Linked DNA regions of Mus musculus: all the other regions are linked to region 1. The links are chromatin contacts, called in public HiChIP or PLAC-seq maps. All regions are on one chromosome and are shown on one strand. Each heading gives the region's core, a stretch centred on a gene start, on an enhancer-like site or on the middle of the called end of the contact. The rest is flanking DNA. Distances are from core to core; before and after follow the strand shown.

Evidence for each region. HiChIP or PLAC-seq counts read pairs in DNA pulled down with a chosen protein or histone mark.
Region 2: a contact with region 1 is called in a CTCF HiChIP or PLAC-seq map of the NIH/3T3 cell line, with 7 read pairs. The contact joins two enhancer-like sites. A contact is called at or near these places in 1 of 15 datasets of contacts at CTCF or cohesin (the NIH/3T3 cell line) and 4 of 115 datasets of contacts at active chromatin or transcription factors (the NIH/3T3 cell line, embryonic fibroblasts, fibro-adipogenic progenitors and 1 more).
Region 3: a contact with region 1 is called in an H3K27ac HiChIP or PLAC-seq map of heart atrium, with 6 read pairs. The contact joins two enhancer-like sites. A contact is called at or near these places in 3 of 115 datasets of contacts at active chromatin or transcription factors (embryonic stem cells, heart atrium and stem cell-derived neural progenitor cells) and 1 of 9 other capture datasets (embryonic stem cells).

The regions. Positions count from the first base shown.
Region 1 is chr11:68,029,604-68,032,303 of GRCm38.p6, forward strand. The region is part of intron 6 of Stx8 (syntaxin 8); the gene reads left to right. Among named protein-coding and RNA genes, the nearest start is that of Stx8, 64 kb to the left of the region's middle. Within about 2 kb of position 1,323, at least 106 of the 459 cell types and tissues checked have an H3K27ac peak or open chromatin away from gene starts, as enhancers often do. A contact at or near this core is called in the NIH/3T3 cell line, embryonic fibroblasts and heart atrium, where this site is marked.
Region 2 is chr11:68,312,605-68,315,304 of GRCm38.p6, forward strand. The region is part of intron 2 of Ntn1 (netrin 1); the gene reads right to left. Among named protein-coding and RNA genes, the nearest start is that of Ntn1, 73 kb to the right of the region's middle. Within about 2 kb of position 1,432, at least 96 of the 459 cell types and tissues checked have an H3K27ac peak or open chromatin away from gene starts, as enhancers often do. A contact at or near this core is called in the NIH/3T3 cell line and embryonic fibroblasts, where this site is marked.
Region 3 is chr11:68,340,032-68,342,731 of GRCm38.p6, forward strand. The region is part of intron 2 of Ntn1 (netrin 1); the gene reads right to left. Among named protein-coding and RNA genes, the nearest start is that of Ntn1, 45 kb to the right of the region's middle. Within about 2 kb of position 1,265, at least 45 of the 459 cell types and tissues checked have an H3K27ac peak or open chromatin away from gene starts, as enhancers often do. A contact at or near this core is called in heart atrium, where this site is marked.

The DNA of each region.
Region 1 (2,700 bases), core at 73-2,572:
TGGGCCAGCATTTTATGTGGATTTATCGTCATCCATGCCTCTTCTAATTGGTGTGTGTGTGTGTGTGTCTGTCTGTCTGTCTGTCTGTCTGTCTGTGTCTACCATCACTGTGTTGGGGGGGTGCTATGATTTTCACCATTAAAAAGCTTTAATGTTTATGGTTGCTTTTTTTCCACGGAAGTGTGGTTTTTTTTTTTTTGCTTGTGAGATCTTTTGAAAACCTTTGAATGGTACTAACTTATTTTTCTTCTCTTCCTTGTATCCTTCCTGCTTTTTCTTGGCAAGTTTTGGGTTGTTCATCTCAGAGTTTTTCTTTCATGCTGTTGTGGGCTGAATTATGCCTTGCCCCATTCACATGTCGGTGTTCTGACAGCCTACCCCTAAGAATGTAACTGTATTTGGAAAGAGCTTTTTAAAGGGGTAATTAAGTTAGAATGAGGTCAGTCGGCTGGGCCCTAATCCAGTGTGACTAGTGTCCTTTGTAAGGTGAAGAAACTGGAACAAGACACATATGGAGGGGGACCCTGGGAAGACACGAGGGAGACACACCATAGAGGGCCTTAGAAGCCAGTCTTGTGATGACAACTTGATCTCTGGCTGCAGTCTCTGGTCTCCTGAGAAAGGAAGGTTGTTTTAGGCATGCAGTTTGTAATGAGCTCAATCTCTGCTGCTATGATTTTCCTTACATCTCTACTAATGTTTTTTTAAAATATTTGTTTGTTTATTTATTTATTATATGTAAGTACACTGTAGCTGTCCTCAGACACTCCAGAAGAGAGAGTCAGATCTCGTTATGGATGGTTGTGAGCCACCATGTGGTTGCTGGGATTTGAACTCCTGACCTTCGGAAGAACAGTCGGGTGCTCTTACCTGCTGAGCCATCTCACCAGCCCTCTGCTAATGTTTTATCAGCACTTTAGGTTTATGAATGGAGGACCATGTTGACACATATAGCCAGCTTTTTAAATGGTGGCAGATCGGGTTACCCAGAGGGCTTCTTTCTTGCCTGGGACAATGTGCCATGAATCTACAAGTACTTAGGTTCTACCCGGGCATGCTTCTCATGGGCTAAGTAAGAAGAACACGCAAGCAGAGTCAGGGCCCTAGAAGTGATGGCATTAGAACGTTAACCTAGGGGGAAAATGCTGGGAACTTTCACCTAGGGTGACATGGCTTCTTCATTGACCTCTTATTACCCTGTAGCTAGCTCAGAGCCTCTGACTCATTTCCTTGCCTGAACACCAGCTCCCAAGGGCCTTCCATTCACAGCAGTCCTTCCTCTCCAGAGAGAGCTGGCCAAGGGTTGCAGCTGGGGGTAAACCCTGGAGGCTGCAGCCCACACAGGGCAGGGCTCAGGGTAGTTGGGCCCAGCTGCTCCATAGAGAACTCTGCACACAGGCCTGATTCCTGCCTCACAGTCACTCTCTGTGTAGAACATTCTGTGGCTGCCAGTAGCCATTGACTCCAAGCCTGGCGGGTCTCCAGTGCTCTCTAGTTGGGAAGAAAGAGCTTCTCTCTATAGCTATGTGTGTGTGTGTGTGTGTGTGTGTGTGTGTGTATGTGTGTGTGTGTGTGTGTGTGTGTGTGCGCGCGCACGCGTGCATGTTTGTTTCAAGTTGGAGTTTCCCTCCGTTGTGGTTTGTCCATACAGCCCAGGTCTCGTCTTTGAACAAGTGAGTCTTCTGAAGGACTTGTTCATTGATAGCTCTCCTCTGTGTCTCTGTGTCTGCCATTCTTAGAGAAAAAGGATCATCTCTGCAGCGTGGTTGTGCTCTCTGGAAGGAAGGAGGCAACACGCTGAACTCTACTGTCTACAACTCAAAGGCATGTTTTTATGAATTAACAGGAGCTATATAAAGTATTTTACCAAAGTGGCTGGGTCTCTGGAAGCTTTGCTAGAACAGATGTTTCATTTGGAGTCCGTGGAAGTTGTTTGCTTGGCTTCCTATGAGTGGCACCCCACCTTATCACCTGCTACCTTCATGGCTGAATTTCCCTAAAGTAATACAATTAGGGAGATGAGGAAAGGTAATCCTGTTCCTTGTATTCGTAGTTTTAGGTACTTGAGGGTGGACAGTCTTTGTCTATAGACAGAGGCTTGTTAACAGAGTAGGAACGAATGGGGGAACAGGAAAGACAGTCTGTCATTCTAACTACTGTCTGACTCTCCCTGGGCATCCAGCAGTTCCTGATGCTCCACAGGTCTATAGACTCAGTGTCCCCAGACCATCCCAGTGTAGATACAGCTATTAAGTCCTAGATGTCCCTAGGCACTTCTATCTGCTTGGCTACAAATTCCCGTGACTCTTCTTCTGAATTGGGTACTTTATGAGAACATTCACAGAGCTCAGGAAGGTGCCGTGCTTATAGGGTTTTATTGTAGTAGTTGCCACTCTGGAAGAGCCAAGTAGTGTAGTGAATGTGGCAAGGTGTCGGGGAGGAGGTGCAGAGTCTCCATGCCCTTTCCACGTGTGCCGTGCTCAGAGCACATCCATGTGTTCCCTGCCCTCAAAGCTGTCAGGACCTTGCTGGTGGGTTTTCGTGGAGGCTTCAGTACTTGATTGATCATTGGCCATGGTACAACCAGCCTCCTTCGCCACCACTGAAGGTGAGCTTGGGCCTGAAACTTTCAGTGCTCTAATCATGCATAGAGCTAGTCCTCCTCTCAAATTACTTAAAGGTCTCCTAGGAATCATCTCC
Region 2 (2,700 bases), core at 182-2,681, 280 kb after region 1:
TTTTGAGGCTCACAGTATCCTTAGCCACCCCACCACCAACACCCCAATGCTCCATCACTTGGCCATCCTCTTGGATACAGACCATCCTCCATCATCTTCCCTGGACCCCCCCCGCCAGCATCTTAGCTCATCCCCTGATGACAATCTGCTTTATGTCCTCAGCCTCCTGCTCTGTCCCCTCGGCTTTCTCTCTATTTCCTCAGCCAAAGCATATTTTCCTATAACATCATGTCTGATCCGGGAGGTCCTAAAAGCACTCCTTCACTCTGCAGGGCTTCTTCCACCCAGCCCCCCAGCCACAGAGGGTCACAGTGCACACTTTCATAGCAATGTCCCCACAGACCCTCCCTGACAGCAGACAAGACATCCATATCAGAGAAATAGGATGTACTATTCCTTAAAATATTTAACTCTGATCCATGTACCTGAATAGCAAGATCTACTTCTACTGCCTTCTACTTCTTGGCTGCCTTTAGAATACCTTTCCCAGCATATTTTCTGAAGAGGAGCTACAGTCATCTCTGGGAAAGGGCAGTCAGGCCCCCAACAGCACAATGCAGACAGCGCTGAGAGGCCAGTGGAAGCTGACCTCCTGAGGCCTTCCAGAGTGGTAATGAGCACGTGATGGATGAGAGCCTTCGCTGGTTTCCTAGCTGAGGCATGCACTGGCAGCCCAGTGCTCTCCAGCAAGCTTGGAAAAGCTTTGTAAACGAGACAGGGGGCAATCACCAAGATGAGAAAAGACTGGGACGGGAGGGGGTGGGCGCTAGGGAGGAGTCCCTCACCATCACAGCTATCTCAACAGTTTATCAACAGCTAGGAAAGGCCCCAGAAGCCTGGCTGGCAGGGTGAGGGCCACGACTCCACTCCTCATGGTAGTAAGGGCTCTGTTCCTTCTACCCCACCTGCCTACCGAGGAGGAGTGCCTGCCCCCTTGGGTGTTCTGCAGAGGCACCTGCCTCCTGGATATGGGTTTAAACAACTTGCTGTCTCATCCACGGTAACAGAGCCCTGGCCAACAACAAGAGGTGATATGCTCAGTTAACCAAATGCAATGACGACTAAGAAGGCTCTCGGGAGGCTTTCCAACCTCTCAGAGGCTTCCACAATCTGCCCCATGGAGAAACAAATGCAGAGGTTGAAGGAAAGGGCCACCCAGCCTGCCCCTGGGGCCACCACCCCTCCGGCTCATGTTTGTTTTGTTTATGAGAGGAAAAATCTCCCACTGTTCGCCAAGAAAGGGTCCCACGCAGTCCTCCCCCCACCCCACCCCACTCCCACCCCCAAGCTTGGAAGATGTATGTACTGGGCTCTGATAACCTTGCAGGCTCCCAGAGTACACTGAGGCAGGACAAGAGCAGTAAGCTCCCTGCAGGGCAGACAGACCTCAGCCAGGGCCTGCTAGTTGTTTCTGGGGGCTGTGGCCACAGGAAATGTCAGAGCTTTGTGTCACCAGCCCCACGTGGAAGAATGAGTCAGGGCACTGAGCTCAGCTCCTGCCTGTTTGCTGTTTTCCTCCTTAGGCCACAGAAGCACATCTGAAGCTGGCTTTCGAATTAGCACCAGCAAGGCACATGAGGGTGCCAGCATCCACACACCGATCCTATACTTCTCCTTTGCTGGGATCTGTCCGGCTCCTGGGACTGGACATGTGGACAGGGCAGCAGACTCTCCAGACAAGCTCTGAGACAGAAAACAGTTGGGTCACTGTGATGCCTGCCTACCCTGAGAGCCCTAGGGGCGTGCTCCATGCATTAGGAGGCTTAGAGAACACATCTAGATGAGCTCCGTTTCCAATCAGCCCACCTCAGACTCACAGGACTTTGTGAATAGCCTTCAAGCTGCTTTTTGAATGGCGTTATGAATGGGTAGTGGCTCTTTCCTCTACCTTCGGGTACCTCAAGCTTGGCAGCTGGATGTTAAGTTGGGGCCCAACTGTAGAGCATATAGGGCTCTTATAGGGTTCCACACTCACAGTTCATCTACCCAAGAAAAATACAGGGAGCATTTCCCACACACTTCTTAAGGTGACAAGTTCTAGAAAATGCAAAGTCTGCCTTCAGATGTCCTTTAGGTAGGCACCATGATTTAATTTCTAAAACTACAAGACAGATGAGGCCAGTAATTATGAGAGAACTGGGAGGAGGAAGGGCCCCAGGGAATCATCATTTGTCTCTTATTTATTTATTTATTTATTTATTTATTTTTACTTAAAACACCAGGTACTATACAAAATATGTGTCTGTGTTTTTAAAATTGTGTTTATCTGGTGTGTATCACTGTGCACATGCCATAATGCACAGGTTAGAGAACAATTTGTGGGAGTCAGTTCTCTACTTCCATCATGTGGATGGTGGGGATCAAGCGCAGGTTGTCAGGCTTAGTGGTAAGGCTTTCTTTACCTCCTGAGCCACCGTAGAGAGCCCACTGTATATACTCATGTTATGGTTTGAACCCAGGGCCTCAGACATGCTAAGCAAGCACTCCCTCAGTGAGCCACACCCCTGGCCCTTAAAGTGACTTTCACTCCATCTGTAAATGCCTTAGTAGAGTCACACAGATCTCTTCTAAATAAATACACATGCATCTTTATAAGAAATAAAAAAACACTATTTTAAATCCCGCCTTTCCTGTCTTACTCCTTTTAAGTCAAGAAATAATTCACAACATCTGAATAGCTGAATCACACATATTTCATTT
Region 3 (2,700 bases), core at 15-2,514, 310 kb after region 1:
AGATGCTCGGTGACCCTTGGTGAGAATGAGTCACGGCGCTGAGCTCCAACCGGAGCTGGCCACATCCCATCCCTAAACCCTCAGAAATATGCACTCGCTGAACTTTTCATAGCAAGCCACCCCGCCGATGTCAAGTCTCCTTGCAGTGACCACTAGCTTTCTAACTCAAGTGACCAACCCCACAGCTTTCTCGGGTGGACCTTCACCCCACTGCCTGTGTCGGGAGCACTGGCTTGTGCTAGTGGGAGCACTGGCTTGTGCTAGCAGCAATTTTTACTTGCTACTTCATCTTGACTCACAGATCCATCCAGTCCGAGCCTCCTGAGATGCGCACTAGCCCCACAAGAGCTCAGGGTGCTGCGGGTCAACAGTAATAGAATAAAATATCTTTTTGGTCTTGTCTTGAAATCACTCTTTATGTTCCCTTTGAAATACTAGCCCAGAAAGGGGGCGGGAAAGACTCAAAGAGATGTCAGACCCAGTGTACTCATTGTGAGAACCTCCACAGGATGCCCACATGTCAAAGACAAAGCCACACCCACAGCCAGCGCTTTCCAAACCAGTCATTGCCCAAGCCAGGCCACTGTTTCCTGTCTCCAAGAGGTAAAACCTGGATTAATGGGTATAAGTCCCAGAGTCTCTCCAAGAAGGACAGTCAGAAGGACTTTGAGAGAACTCATACCCAGAAGGCATGGAATGGAAGCTGGGTATTCTTTGAGGGGCTAAGTACACAGGAGACTAATATACTTTGTGAGACATCTGATGTTGGATGACCTACAGGGTTCTCTTAACCTGTAACATATCATAAATCCAGGACATCTGATGATAAAGGGAACATGCCTGCCCCAGCCTACCTCTGCAAGCAGTGCTTTGCCTATAAGGGCTAAGGTTCAATCGCAGGCTTTTCTGGTAGGAGAGCTGTCCTTAGATACATTCTGTGGCCCTATGAATTCCCAGGGCAGCTGCTGATAAAGAACTCTCTAGGGTATTTATTTAGAGTTGCTTTCCTTCCCCCCCCCCCCACTCCCCTCCACACACACCCCCGTGACTCATCCTTCAGGTTCATCTCCCTGAGTCTTTTCCTTCCCGCTGTCACTTCCAACTCTGCTTCTCACCTCCCACCCCCCAAGACCCTGCACTCAGGAGACAGGTGCCTAGGGCACAGGTGGGCAACCCAAGGCCTCAGAGCCACTGCTGGCAAACACGGCCCCCATGTGTGGCTGCCCTGGTTCTGTTGGCCTCCGCTAAGCAGAGCTCCAGGCAGCTGCCAGCCTGCTTTCAATATCCGCTCGCCCCTCACTGGCCTACCAGCCAGCCAGTCCCCTCCCCAAGCCCTTTCTCTTTGAAGAAAAGTGATTTAATTTCATGAGACTTTAGGGTAATCATGTTATGATCTTCAACATTAACCAGAACCAACTCCCTGCTACAGGAGGGTGGGGAAGGAAAAGGGAAGGAAAAAAGTAAGCATTTGGGGTTGCCAGAAAAGACAGGCGAAAGAAACTCACAGCAGCTGCCTTGCTGGTTCCTCTGATGAGGATGGGCCTCTGCCAGAGAGGGGGGCCCCTGTGCCAAGGTTTCTGGGAACAAGGAAGTTGGGTTTGGCAAGACTTCTATTCTACAGGTTAATCTGCTCTGTTCTGAGGGAAATACTGGTTTTCATTCTTCAGCCTACGTTCTATGCCCTCTTCCACACCATTGCGCCCCCCAGTCACCTCCCATCAGCTGCGCATATATACACACAGCCACCAGGGGACCTGCCCATACTCCTTCCTCATAGCTCAGGGGTCTCCGTGCCTCCTCTCCAGGGCCAGGAGTAAGAGTGGCTGTGCAGACCAGGTCAAGGGGCCTCTTTGATTATAGCTCAGTTCCTGCAGCCCCGCCCATCTCTCCAAGCTTTTTAGACAATAAGATGAAACTTGGTAAGAAGACTAGGTTAGGCGAAGGCAAGAATACGGGAGGGGGGTGTTTGGGAAGACTTTAAAAGGAAGAAAGGAAAAGGGGAAAGAAAGAAAGACAAGTAATTCAGGACCCTAAGCCCAGAATAGTGCATCTAAGGGTTAGCTGGAGCCTGGGAGGAATTCTCACGAACAATGCGCCTCCTTGGCAGACAGTTCAAGGGTGTGGTGTACACTTGAAAAAACAGCAAATAACCCAGGCCCCACGGCCACCAGGGCGGGTGCTGGCATGAAGCTAGAAAGCTGGGGTGAGGGACCATGTGGGGACCCCAAGAAAATGATGGCTTCCAGGGGAAAGTGCTCCCCATGAAGTCCTGGCCTCAGATGCATCTTGTCAGCCCTGGGCTACAAGAAGGTCAAAGCCCTTTGCTAGCCCAGACTCCTCCCCACGCTCTCAGGCCTGCCTGTTTCCTTAGACTTCCTCAAGTCTTGCAGCTTCTCCTGCCCCTGCAGGGATCTAGAACATGTGGGTACTGTGGTGCTACAGAAGGCCACTTCTCGTGCCCTCTTCCTTTGGTCAAACCCCAGTGCCCACTCAGCATCCACTTCACGTGGGACTTAGAGGAGTGTCTCAGGCATCCCGGAGAGATTGGGCCCTGAACGTGACTTCAATCCATTTCTAAAGCGCAGGGAAACACCACGTGGCATTGGCAAGTGTGTGGTATTATTTCCCTCTTACTCCCAGGCTCCATTCAAGGCTTCAGCAGAAAAGCTTATGGGTAGTTTCTGCACCGCTCTGGGCAGG